Linked DNA regions of Anas platyrhynchos: region 2 is linked to region 1. The links are chromatin contacts, called in public Hi-C maps. All regions are on one chromosome and are shown on one strand. The core of a region is the stretch at or near the end of the contact, and the rest is flanking DNA. Distances in the headings are between cores, read along the strand shown. Region 1 overlaps MTHFS (methenyltetrahydrofolate synthetase). Region 2 overlaps LOC106019399 (a long non-coding RNA gene).

Region 1 (5,540 bases), core at 1,527-4,026:
AATAAGTCATGTCACTACTGAGTGTATTCATTTTGCATGACAAAAAGCTTAAATTCAGACTGTCCTTAAAACTTCTTTCCTCTTTTTAAGGCAGAGTTACTGTGAAGAACAGCTCAAATGTAAAACTAGGTATAATTTTTGCATGGTTTCCCAATCTTTGGTAGTACATGCAGGCTGTGTTTACTAGACATGAGCCCCTCCTCTGGGAGATGGTCCTTTTCCTGTTGGATCAGGATTTACCTGTTTTCATCTTGACAGCACAGCACCTTGTTGTCATAAACAAAGATCAGTGTAGTTTCTGTAGTAGAAAGTCTGTTGTCTTCGCTACCATACATGGATAACTATTTTAATATGAAATACTCCTTTCTTCAGGCTAAGTGGACATAGGAACAGAAAGAACAAAGCTGGAAGAAGCTCAGATATTTTACTTGGAGTAGGGGTGTATGTAAGTGCATGACTTTCCAGGTATGCTCACTGAAAGTTTTAGACAACTTTTGGAACAAGCCAGTGGTACATTTTCTCAATAGGTCTGAATTCACATGCTTATATCCTTTCCCATCAGAAATATAAATATGCACCGGTATAGTTTGTTGCCCAAGGTAATACTTTTGATGAAACTTTAGGCAGGTTGCAGCAATTGTTTACACGAGCGTAAACACCTTACACAACCATGGAAAGAGTTAATCAGATAAAACCATGCTCCCTGTTTGCTTCTTATCACGACTCCTACAGAAATTTAAAGGACACCTTCCCAGCAGCTCTCATTTCAGTGTGGTTTAGGGAGGCGGTGTGATTCAGCAGGCTGGACATGGGTTTCCTCATTTATAATGTTATTTATTATTACTTGAATCTACTCTGAGTGCTATGGGTGAACAGCTAAGTTGTTCCTCCTAAAAAACAATTATTCTTACTGGGACTTGAAAAAATTGATTGGGTTGAATATGTCCCTGTGGTAAAATTCTTGGAGGTGACTTTTTTGAAGGGAGTCGTGACCAACTTTGGCCTCAGGGATCTAGCTGGAAATCTTGCATCCAGTGCATATTAAAATTAAATGTCCATAAGCAAATTGTAGACTGGTAGTTGAAGATGTACAATAAATTATAGTCAACTTTTAAAACATTCACCTGGGTGATGGGGAGAGGATTTTTGGCCTAGATACTTTGTTTTGGCTGAAATAGATATTAGAAATTGTGGCTCTAAATCTGCTTACTCTAGTGGGTTGTGAGGTACTCTCTGAAGAAATGCAAGAAGCAGCATTACATGTACAAACTTAGTTCAGCCTCTTTATCTGTGTATATTCTGCCTCAGTCATCAAGTAGGCCATTACATAGTCCTTGCCCATTAGATCTGGGGTCATTCAAGATGAACCCCAATGCAATGATCTAGACTCTTTAAAAGATGCAAAGGATCAACGCTGTTAATGAATGCTGCTAATAAGTATGCATTCAGTCATTTGTTTTCTCCCTTTTGTTCAAGTTAGAGCGGCAGGCCTTTTTTGCTGTACATTATTCCAACTATGGTATGACACAAGTCGTAATTTCTGTATGGGCTCTTTATCACTGTGATGTTCAATGACTTAAGAATACTGCCTGGCAGTTGCTGAGGACCAGCAGAGGCTCAGGATGCTGGGTTCCAGGCTGTGCTGTTGGGAAGAGTTGCCCCCAGTGAACACAGACTCTTTTGCCTGTCTTTCCAAACAACATGGCTTCTTCTGTGTTCCCTCCAAAGTGATTGCTTCCCAGGCTTGTCTCATGCTTGGGCTGGACCCCCCTTTTCCAAGTTTTAATTTCTCTGCCAGCAGAATGCCTGCCTCCATTCCTCCTGCTCTTTGCCCAGCGTCTGTGTCTCCCTCCCTGTGTCCTTCTTGGCCTTTCTTACCAGACTGCCCATTTCCTCTTCCTCCCAGTCATAGGCTGTCACTTCCTAGGCAACTGGGCCAACATAAATAGCTTGCCACAGCCCAAAGGAAGGAGATCATGTGTTTTCTTTCACTTGTCTGAGTCCAGACATACATGATTCCTTGTCCCAGTTTTCTCATTTCCTTCCTCACTGGTGTGGCTTCTTTCTCATTGCCTTAGAAAAAAAAAAAAAGAAGAAAAAAAAAAAAAAAGAAACTTTTCTGTAAAACAGCACTTGTACTAAACAGCATAAAATTGATTCTGGAGTTCAGGTCTGGGACCACCAGCACAAGAGAAGGACACAGAAGAAATTTGGAGAAGGCTCTAGGGAGACATCACAGAGGCCTGCCAGTGCCTAAAGTAGGCCTACAGGAGAGCTGGGGAGGGATTCTGTGTCAAGAAGTGTAGTAACTTCATTTTAAACAAAAAAAGGAAGATTTAGATTAGATATTTGGAAGAAATTCTGTACTATGAGGGTGGTGAGGCACTGGAACAGGTTGTCCAGAGAAGCCCTGCCCCTGGAAGTGTTCAAGGCTGGGTTGGATGGGGCCTGGACAACCTGATCTGGTGTGAGGTGTCCCTGCCATGGCAGGGGCTTGAAATTAGATGATCTTTGAGATCCCTTCCAACTCAAAGCATTCTGTGATTCTGTGATTCTCATGCAGAGTTTTGTGATCCTTTCTTGTGGGCACTGCTGGATTAAATCAGCTGCTGCCCTCTCTTCTTGTCTTCTGTTTGTCCCAGCCCTCTGCTGTGGTGCTGGTACTGTTATCCGTGTGGCCCCACTGGCACGGGGAAACCCTCTGCCAATTTGGACTGGTGCAACTAAAGGCTTGGCAGGAAACTGGTGATGAGGGGTTGCATAAACTGGTGACTAGAAGAAATGTCAGTGAAACTCCAGCCCTCATTTCCTTCCATGTTTCAGTTCCCAGTCTCGGCCAGTTAGAGGGACTAGGGCAACCCCTGCAATAAAAGTCCTTCTGAGTCCTTCTGAGTCTGAGCCTGCAGCTCCATGTGTCCTTCTTTGCCTCGCTGCTGGCCTAGGGAGTTCTCCCTCCTTGCAATTTCAGCGTATTCCCACCCCGGCCTCTCTGTGGCAAACCGGATCAGTGAGCATGGATGAAAAAACATTTTCTTCCTCTCTGCCTGTTTTGGTTGGGAATTTTGTAACCCAAATAAGTGAATACATCCAGTTTGCCACATGACCTTCTTGATGCAGGGTGGGTGGGATGGGATTGAGTAGCCAGGATGGAGACGATGTCCCTTATAAACTGGCACTAGTTGCTCGTGAGCTGTGGGGCTATCTGTGTGCTTGCAGCTCCAGCAGTGGTAGAGAAGGTGGCATCCTCAGAGAAGCCCAGCATTAACCCTAATAAATCTTCCCTAAGATGTGCAAATGGCAGATTTTCAAACATTTACAATATTTTATAAGACCAACTCAAATGGATTCGAGTGGCTAAAGCCAGATCGTTGACGCAGAGGCTACTCTGATCAAGTTTTCTACTTGCCCCAAAACATGGAGCAATAGAGGTTTCCTGGTCATTTTTTGCTAGCATTGTTCTTAGAAACCAGTGAACCATTTTGCCTTGAATAAAAAAGAACATAAAAAGCTTGGTTTGTCGTAAATGCCCAGACTGAAAAATATAAGCACTTGGAAATATAGCATCTTATATATAATGGCGAATGCTGAATAATCTGGTACTACTCTCCTGGAGAATAATGTATTTTTGCTTCCAGAAATGAATGCATTAAGAACTGGACTCGTATTTTGTAATTTCATTTGGAGACTTCCAGAATTTTTAGTGTTGGAAACAGTAGTGGCCTACTGATCACAATATTTGTGTTGTCTTCAAATTAATTAGTGAGATGCTAACTAGATAATCCGTGATATAAATACCAGAATATTTATTAAGGAAAAATCCAAAGGTCAAAGTGAGGAAATGCTAACATATGTCTGTCTATCAGTGACTTACTGCTGCTTCATTTTCACATAGCCCTTTGTACATTAACTTTTGAGGTTAGAGCAGTTATATTTTTCTGTCCTTACAACCTGCAGAATACTTTGAGCCTTGCTGTGACATAAATGACAACAATATGCTGATAGCAGGAATGGACAGGGCCAGTTTACCTGTGTGGATCGTATTTGGTTTATAAGAGCTATTTACACTGGGAAGTGTGAGCCTCTTGCAAGCAAAATGCTGTCTACTTCTAGACTACAATTCCAAGCAAATCCAAGTAGTCTTTTTTCCAGAATGACGATTAACCCCATTTTAGACTTTGCCATTGGGATCTGCCCTACAGAAATGTTTTAGTCTGTGAAAGCTCTGTTTCACCTGTCATTAAAGTCCCACAATTTTGTTGCACATTCGAAGAGTCTGCATGTGCTGCCAGGAGTGATGGCCTTTTGATGACATTGCTATTCTGTCATTCCAAATTTTAGCAAAGTTCTTCAGAAGTATGGCTGAGGTTGTGGCAACACAGTCTCAAGAGGAAGAGATTAATTTACAGCTGCAAAGTAAAATAGGATGTAAAAAAAAAGATAATGGGTTAGAACCCACTTCCTCTCCTGCCCCCCTCAAAAATGCACCAGAAATTGGAAGATTTTGAAATATAAGGCTCATGAAAGCTTAGAAATAAAAAGCAGTACAAAGAAAAGCAGTGTCTTGAAGCACAGGGAAGGTCTAATAAGCTACTTCAAACCCATTGGAGGTTGTAGAGTTGTACATGGAGGCATAATGGGAACATACAAAATGGTGTTAATCATTCTGAAAAAACACTTGTGGTAAATAATACTCGCGGGTAACTGTGACATATTTAAGTGATATACACAGATTGGAAAGTATCTGGAATAAATGAAATACAGGTTTGTGGAAAGCAGACGTTAAATATTACTGCTTAGTTAAAAAAAAAGTGAAGTGATTGAGGGTAGTATTAGATTTTCTTTTCCTCTGGGAGTCTTGATTAAAACTTACAGTACAATATATGTCAAGGGGTAGATTACAATTTAAAATCTTTTTACACTGGTCATAAAAAAGAAAATCTGAGACCATGGGATGAAACAAAATTGAAAATTGAGGCTTAGCTCTTAATATAATTTATTTTTTAATGATATGATCAGAAGTTTGGAATGAACTTCTGCTTGGAGACAATGAGCCATAGTATTGTGATACGCATGAGGAGAGCAAATTCAGTGCAAGTGAGGCGTTAACATTCTGGTGGTGAGTCTACTTGTGGAGGGAGGATGCTGCCCCCACGAAGTGCAGGGTCACAGCACTGGCCATTCAGTCCAGCATCGTGAGTTTTACAAGATGTAGGAGACCTCACAACTTGTAGCTATGTTGCAATAGCTGAAATTTCTTCCTACCACTGCAGATACAGCTCCTGGCTTATCCCCTTACACACAGGTTCTGGTTTTTCGTTACCTGTGGGCATTCTGGTCATTCCTATAAGCAACTATTTTTATTTCTATTAAGCCCTTGGTTCTGCAACATTCTGACAGCAGTGAGTTGTAGTCAGTTAGTTGTAATGTGAAATATTGTGTTCCTTGTTACATTAATATTACATTATGTTCCTATGCTATGTGAAATATTATGTTCCTTGTATTCATTTTGAATTTGCTGCTTTCAGTTCAAGTGATACCTC
Region 2 (6,242 bases), core at 3,620-6,119, 50 kb after region 1:
GAAGGCCAAACTGGGAACATTTGCCTATTGGAAACATCTGCTGTTCTCCTCTGCTCCTCGTATAATTTGCCAAAATTTACTTCTCGTACGTTGCTGGCTCAGAACACTTTGTTGTGAGGCTTAATTCGCGGTGTGTAATCTTGTGACACATTGCTGCCTGATGATGTAGGACATGGAGATGATGAAGGAGGATGACTGGAGCCTAAACACACCAGAAAGAGTGCAGTGCCCAGCTTGGAAGCTGGACAAAATATTTTCATAAGCATCAGCTAGCTTTGCTGTTATTAGTCTTAAGAGCTGGAGAGAATGAGAAAGTTGTGCAGCCAAAGATAAAAGGCCTTTCAATAGATGTGCCCATGAATTGAATGCCCTGCTGAAATTTCAAGGTTTCTTTGACCTCATGATGTGATAAAATGAGTGTCCTATGCTGGCATGTAAGCTCCTCATGCCCTGTGTGGACATCTAAATGCTCTCAACCAGCCTAGGTGCCCTGTAAAGCACACCATTCCCTTAAGAAGACACCATTACATGATATGGTTCATTTTCTCTGCCCTAGATAAACGCTACAGCTCATTAGAGCCTCCAGCCCTTTGGTTGAAGGATTTCCTGAAGGACTTTGCTGGATCAGAGCACGGAGTGGTGGGCAGTGGTCTCACTGCACCTCAGTTCTTTGGTTTCTCCAGGTTGGCCATCTCCAAAGTCAGAGTGATTCAACCCATCCTGAACCTGGGATCTGAAATATGTGGGTTCAATCTATTTTGCTCTGATAATGCCATGGTCTCTCCATTAATAGGAGAGGTAGTGAACACTGATGAACAACCTCAGCAAGACACAGGGAAAATCAGGGAAGATGAATTCCCCCCACCCAACAAAAGCTGGGACTAGGTGCTGATATGCAAGTCCTACAGCCAAAGAGATGTGAATGCTCCTAAAACTCATTTCTTACTTATTTTTGGGTTGTTTGAATCTAGAGGTCAAATACTAGACTTTAGCATTGCAGTCATGCCTTACATGAAAGATGAATATATGAATAGTTTATAACAGGCTAATGAACAATTAATAGTTAATTCAACAAATGGATAATCAAATGTTATGGATTGTTATACAGTCCGACAGGTCAATATGCTGCCTGTGACCATGGCTGATTGCTACCAATAACACCTTGAGTGATGTGATTCCTACCAGCTTTAACACAAGACGTTTGTGTCCAGGCAACTTCTATTAACCCTCTCCCCACTCTTCTAGAAATAGAAACTTCCTCCAATGCATGCCCAGAGTTAATGGGTTATGATAGGAACATAAGGCTGTGGGCTGTTGAGGAGCTCATTTGTAGCTCAAAAACTTGATTATGGATGAGCAGAAAGAAGTAGAGACAGATGAAGGCAGACTGCAAACGACGACAACATCTGCTAACTGAACAGGCAAAGCTCCGAGTGCCAGAATCACACATCCAGAAGTCAACGAGTGGTGGGACTTTTAATCTGTGCTGGGGGGGCTCAGGAGGATCCTAGAGATTCCTTCAAGGTTTAGCCATAAGCCTAAGTGTCTACCCGACTGTTTTAAAATTAGAGTTTGCAGAGCAGGTCAGCTAACTAGCCCAGATGAGTCTGTGCAAGAGAAATTGCTCTTTCATGATCTCAGCTCTGCTACCATACAATCAATTTTGCCTTTAAGTAGTAGAAAGGCTCCCTGGAAGTTGCCAGCTCTGATTACAGCGTGAAACATCTAACCTTGGTTTACAGCAACCGCAGTCGCGTTCCCAGTGGCTTGAGATTTACTTGGCCTGAGGCTGTGCTGGGCGAAGGGGGAGAACATCCCCCCGGCACCCCTGGGGAGGTGCAGACCGCTCACACATGCCATCAGCAAGATGAAAAAGCAGCTGAAGGAACAGCTCAACATGGGCTCGTGTCCTGAAATGCAACCGCACAGCCGCTGCTCGTTTGTCCTTGGAGCTGCAAGGATTGCTTGAGTGACGGCCGAGGCATTTCACACGCCAGTAAGCACATTCTCCCCAGGTATTTCTGATCGCTGTTCATTTTGTTTGCTGACAAGTTTGTGGCAATATGCTCGCTCCGGCTAAAAATTACACACCGGCTAAGAGATGAACAGGCTTAATTTTCCTCACTTTTACACTGGTTTTGCAATCAGTGTAACTTCAATGACCCTTTACTTTTATACCAGAAATAGTACTGAGGAAATTGGATTTAACGGAGTAAAGAGCTGTTCGGTGGAGGTATCGTAGGAAGGCAAAGACAAACCAGAGACTTTTTTTCCACTCTTCCTGATTCTGGCACAGGCTAAAGGCCAAATCTGCCACCAGTACAAAACAAAGCAAACCTCAGACTGCTTTAAATGCCCTCAGTTTGTAAAAGCTGCTAAGGAGCCTTATGGTGCCATGTTTTCTGCATCTCTGTGTGCATCCCCTCCAAAACATGAGCAGAGCTGCCGTCCTGGTGCTGTAGAGATGGTTATGATCCCCAGCTGGCTGGTTTCAAGTCTCTGTGCCAGGCCAGCTACAAAGAATCTCTGGTCCAGAGACCACTGATGGGAAGATTCACTGTTCTGAGGTCTCCGAATCATTTTTTCCTGTCTCCTCTCATTTCTTCTCCCACCTGCTGAGCGTTAGAGGCTTGATCAGCCTGGTAGAGCATGCAAATATTAACATTTTCCCCCAGAAGTGCTAACAGCCACACGAACTTCTTGCTAATGGGTACAGCGAGCAGGAGATGCCACTGGTGCACCCAGCAACTGTCCCAGGGAGCCAGAGCTAACACCTGGGGGCCGTGGCCATGGGAGGCAGCAGGAGCAGCTTCCCCTCCCTCTGCATTTCTCCTCTGGAAGGACAGCCCAGAGGGACAGCAAGGAGGGGGAGCAGAAGCTGGGGAGCTGGCTGCGATCCTGAAGGCATTTCAAACCATTTCCAGCTTGCAGGAGAAAATGTTTCCCAGCAGATGAATAGCCCCAGGGGTATGCACAGACAAAACATCCTTCTCTCAGTACGTGTGTGGATGCCGATGCCAGTATCCAAGTCATTATTACTTTTTCTTTTTTTAATCCTCCCTAATTTTATATTGAGCTTAACCTTGCTTATTTGCAGACATTTGGGGTTTGTGCCCTTCTTTTATATGAACATAGATAGAAATAGGATAGGAAATCTTTTTCCTAGGGATGATGGAGAAGCGTCCATGTCTCTGCCACATCCAGAGTCCATAGGAAGCTTCTGGCTGCCTTGTTCCTGCTCCCCCTGTTCCCAGGCCCTCTTCCCGACTGGCTGAAGGTTATCTACTGGGGGAAGGTAAGAAGATAAACCCTGCTGGCATGCTAATGCCTGCTGAGTGGGATGTGCAGCCTAGAGAGCGCAAGGAGTCCGCAGCACTTGTCCTGGGCAACGGAAGGAATGAATCAATTAATCTCCAAAAGTGGGGACTTCAGAGTTGATGAATGGCACTCAGTGAATATTAAACTCCCTTTTCTGTGGGATGGATGTTTTCCAGCCTGGCAAATTTTGTCCCTGCATACTTTACAAGAACAAGCTGCAGTGCTCTATGGCTGTGACTAAGGACTGGAAGAGAGAGCACCTGCCTGGGGCGAGTTCCTGTAGCACTTCCAGAAACAACCATCCCTGTTCCAAAAGAAGATCCAGCACAATTTAAGATTGAAATCTGTTACTTTGAAGGATCCAAAAATGGTTGATTTTAGCAGGGATTTTGTTATGCTTTTTAACTATCATAACAAAGGAAATAAAATTAGCCTGCTGGATCCACACATCTGACTCCACTCACGTGGCGCAGGCTCTTGTATTTCCCAGAAGATCATTTTCCAGCCTCCTCCTCTTTTCCCATGACAGGTGATGATATTAGTATTTATTGGTTAATAAGCTAGCTTGGGAATTCTTGTACAATTTCTGAATGGGGAGAAACATGTGGCTTGTTTTACAGCCCAGCTGACGCTGTTGCCTCTCGGTTGAGAAGGATGGCTTCTTCTCCACAGCAGGACAACCCACGGGTCTGCAAGGTCTGAAGGGTTGCAGGAGCCCTCATGCAGTAATGTGGGGTCCCAAAGATACCATGAGATCTGATGCTTGTTTCTAAGAACTGGCACAGATGGGAAGCAGAAAACACCAGGCTCCCAGGACCCAGACAAGAAATGAAAGCAGAACAAGGGAAAGGAGCACAGGGCTCCTAAGAGAACAACTGCCCCATGGCAGAACTGGTGCTACCAAAAATACTTCACAGACGTTTCTCTAGCCCCTTCCTAAAAATCTGCCTGGGCATTCAGCACCAGCACTTAGCTCCCCAAGCATCCAGGCAGCTTTTGCTGGTTTCTAACGTCAGAGCTCACTGCATGGTCTCACCCCCAGAAGCGGCAGGCTTCAGCAGATTAGAGCTGAGGACTCAGCCTTTCAAGTATAAAATTGAACAAAATCTTAACTATCAGCGTATTATGTGCTCCGTGCAGCAGGCCTGAAGTGGCTCTGGAAAGGACGGAGCATTTACAGTTTTCACAGAAAGAACTTAGAGTAGATAAAGACGAGCATTAACTTCTAAAATAAGGGCTGCATTTCATATAATAACTTTCATTATCTGGTGCTGCTGGCCTGGGCTGTGTTAGCCATGTGGATTTGTGGATGTTTAACCTGAATTGTTCTGCTTGTTATCACCCTGCAGTTACCACAGGGCTCCTCTTCCACCAGCTGTGCAGCAGGAAAGTCTCATCCCTGGTGAGGTTTCCCTGCCAAGGCTCTCAGGAGCCTTCAGAACACCAGGAAGGCCAGATCCAGAGGCAGATGGAGTCAAAGGGAAGGTTTCCAGCAAAGAGAAGGGTCTTTGGATGAGAAAAGTCCCCAGAGAAGACTCCAGCTTTCACAACTTCACTTCCTTTCCTCTCAGCAGCAGCTGCCTGCGTGGCTGGTGTTTGCACAGCTGGGGAACACCAGGGCAGGGCTGGCCTTTTGGTATCCAGAAACTGCCTTTTTTGGGTTACTTCAGCTTTGGTATATTTTCTGCATAGAAGATAGGGGGCAAAGATACACTATCTGAAAGCCACTTTTCTTGGTTTGCCTGATTTTTGCCTCTCTTCGAAGAGAGGAACTGCTTTGGCCTTTGGGGGCAGGGTACGGACACTTTCTCAAAATGCTGCTAATTATACCTCAAAACTCTTGCTTAAGTTTCATTGCTTATTCTGGGCAAATTCTGCTGCTTTGTTGCAATCGTGTCAGGCAGGGCATTGCTGGGGCTTTGGTTGGACTTTGCTGGAAAAACAGGGGATAACAGTCTTCTACACATCACCTTTCCTCCCTGCTGTGCCCCCCACCTGCTCACCACACACCACTGCCCACATCTCTCAGCACACTTTGGGATTGCTGGGTGTTGGAAAGCAAGGAATTGTGCCATGACATGTTTCCAGAGGCTAAATTTTTAGCACATACTCAAATGAGAAATTCTTCTGATACATTAGCAGCAACATAAGAGAAATAGAACAGCTTAGCAAGCACGCTCTGTAGTGCCTTGCTTTTTTTCCTCTCCTGAAAAGTAATAACATAATGGTGCAACAGCTAGCTGATGAAGTTTTAAGTCTTTTTTGCAACAAATCTTCACTGAGTTCTTGCAAAGTTGTTTCCAAGTAAGTAGCCTTGTTGTTATTCTGTCTGAGTACCAAAGGTTGTTTCACTACCATGTGGAAATTTGGGAGTCATCAATATTTAATCTGTGTTCTGTTAGTACACATTTGTTTTCACTAATCCCTGCTTCTTCCCGTGATGTAGGTTTGACCTGTTTGAATTTTGCAACTTTATGTAAACTGAAAGCACTGTCATAACTCAGCCAAATGCTACTTGTAAGCATCTTATCCAGAAAAAAACATTTCACCATAAATGTATTATAGCACTACAGAAAGTTTACAGGAAAGATTGCGATCAAATAAGAGTGGGGTTTGATCTCTCTTCCAGAGGAAATAATTTGGATTATTTTCTTGTGCCCACGTGCTTGCTTTATTTCTGCTAAGATACCATCACTTTTTCTTTAAGTGTGATCTCCTTGAAACACCTGTGTATTCTCACAAGTGTTGGCTTTCTACCATCAACTGAGCATTACAGCCTAATCTTAATCCCCATTACCTCTGTTGTTCTGAGAAAAAGAATTAATGGAGCTGATGTTGTTTTGATCTCTAGATTCTCACTGGATATTTAAGAGTCCATTTGTTCTGCCTACTTATTCCATCATTACGCTGCTCAAAACCCTCCA

What was found. Hi-C and Micro-C count contacts between places; a contact is called where the count stands out from the background.
Region 2: a Hi-C map of subcutaneous adipose tissue shows a contact between it and region 1, with 1.9 times the contacts expected there. The contact joins two enhancer-like sites. A contact is called at or near these places in 4 of 8 Hi-C or Micro-C datasets (F1 follicle, liver, skeletal muscle and 1 more).

Annotation. Positions count from the first base shown.
Region 1 is chr11:16,750,730-16,756,269 of IASCAAS_PekinDuck_T2T, forward strand. All of the region lies in intron 2 of MTHFS (methenyltetrahydrofolate synthetase), which reads left to right. Among named protein-coding and RNA genes, the nearest start is that of MTHFS, 9.0 kb to the left of the region's middle. Within about 2 kb of position 2,777, at least 1 of the 8 cell types and tissues checked has an H3K27ac peak or open chromatin away from gene starts, as enhancers often do. A contact at or near this core is called in subcutaneous adipose tissue, where this site is marked.
Region 2 is chr11:16,798,597-16,804,838 of IASCAAS_PekinDuck_T2T, forward strand. The region is part of intron 2 of LOC106019399 (a long non-coding RNA gene); the gene reads right to left. Among named protein-coding and RNA genes, the nearest start is that of MTHFS, 57 kb to the left of the region's middle. Within about 2 kb of position 4,870, at least 1 of the 8 cell types and tissues checked has an H3K27ac peak or open chromatin away from gene starts, as enhancers often do. A contact at or near this core is called in subcutaneous adipose tissue, where this site is marked.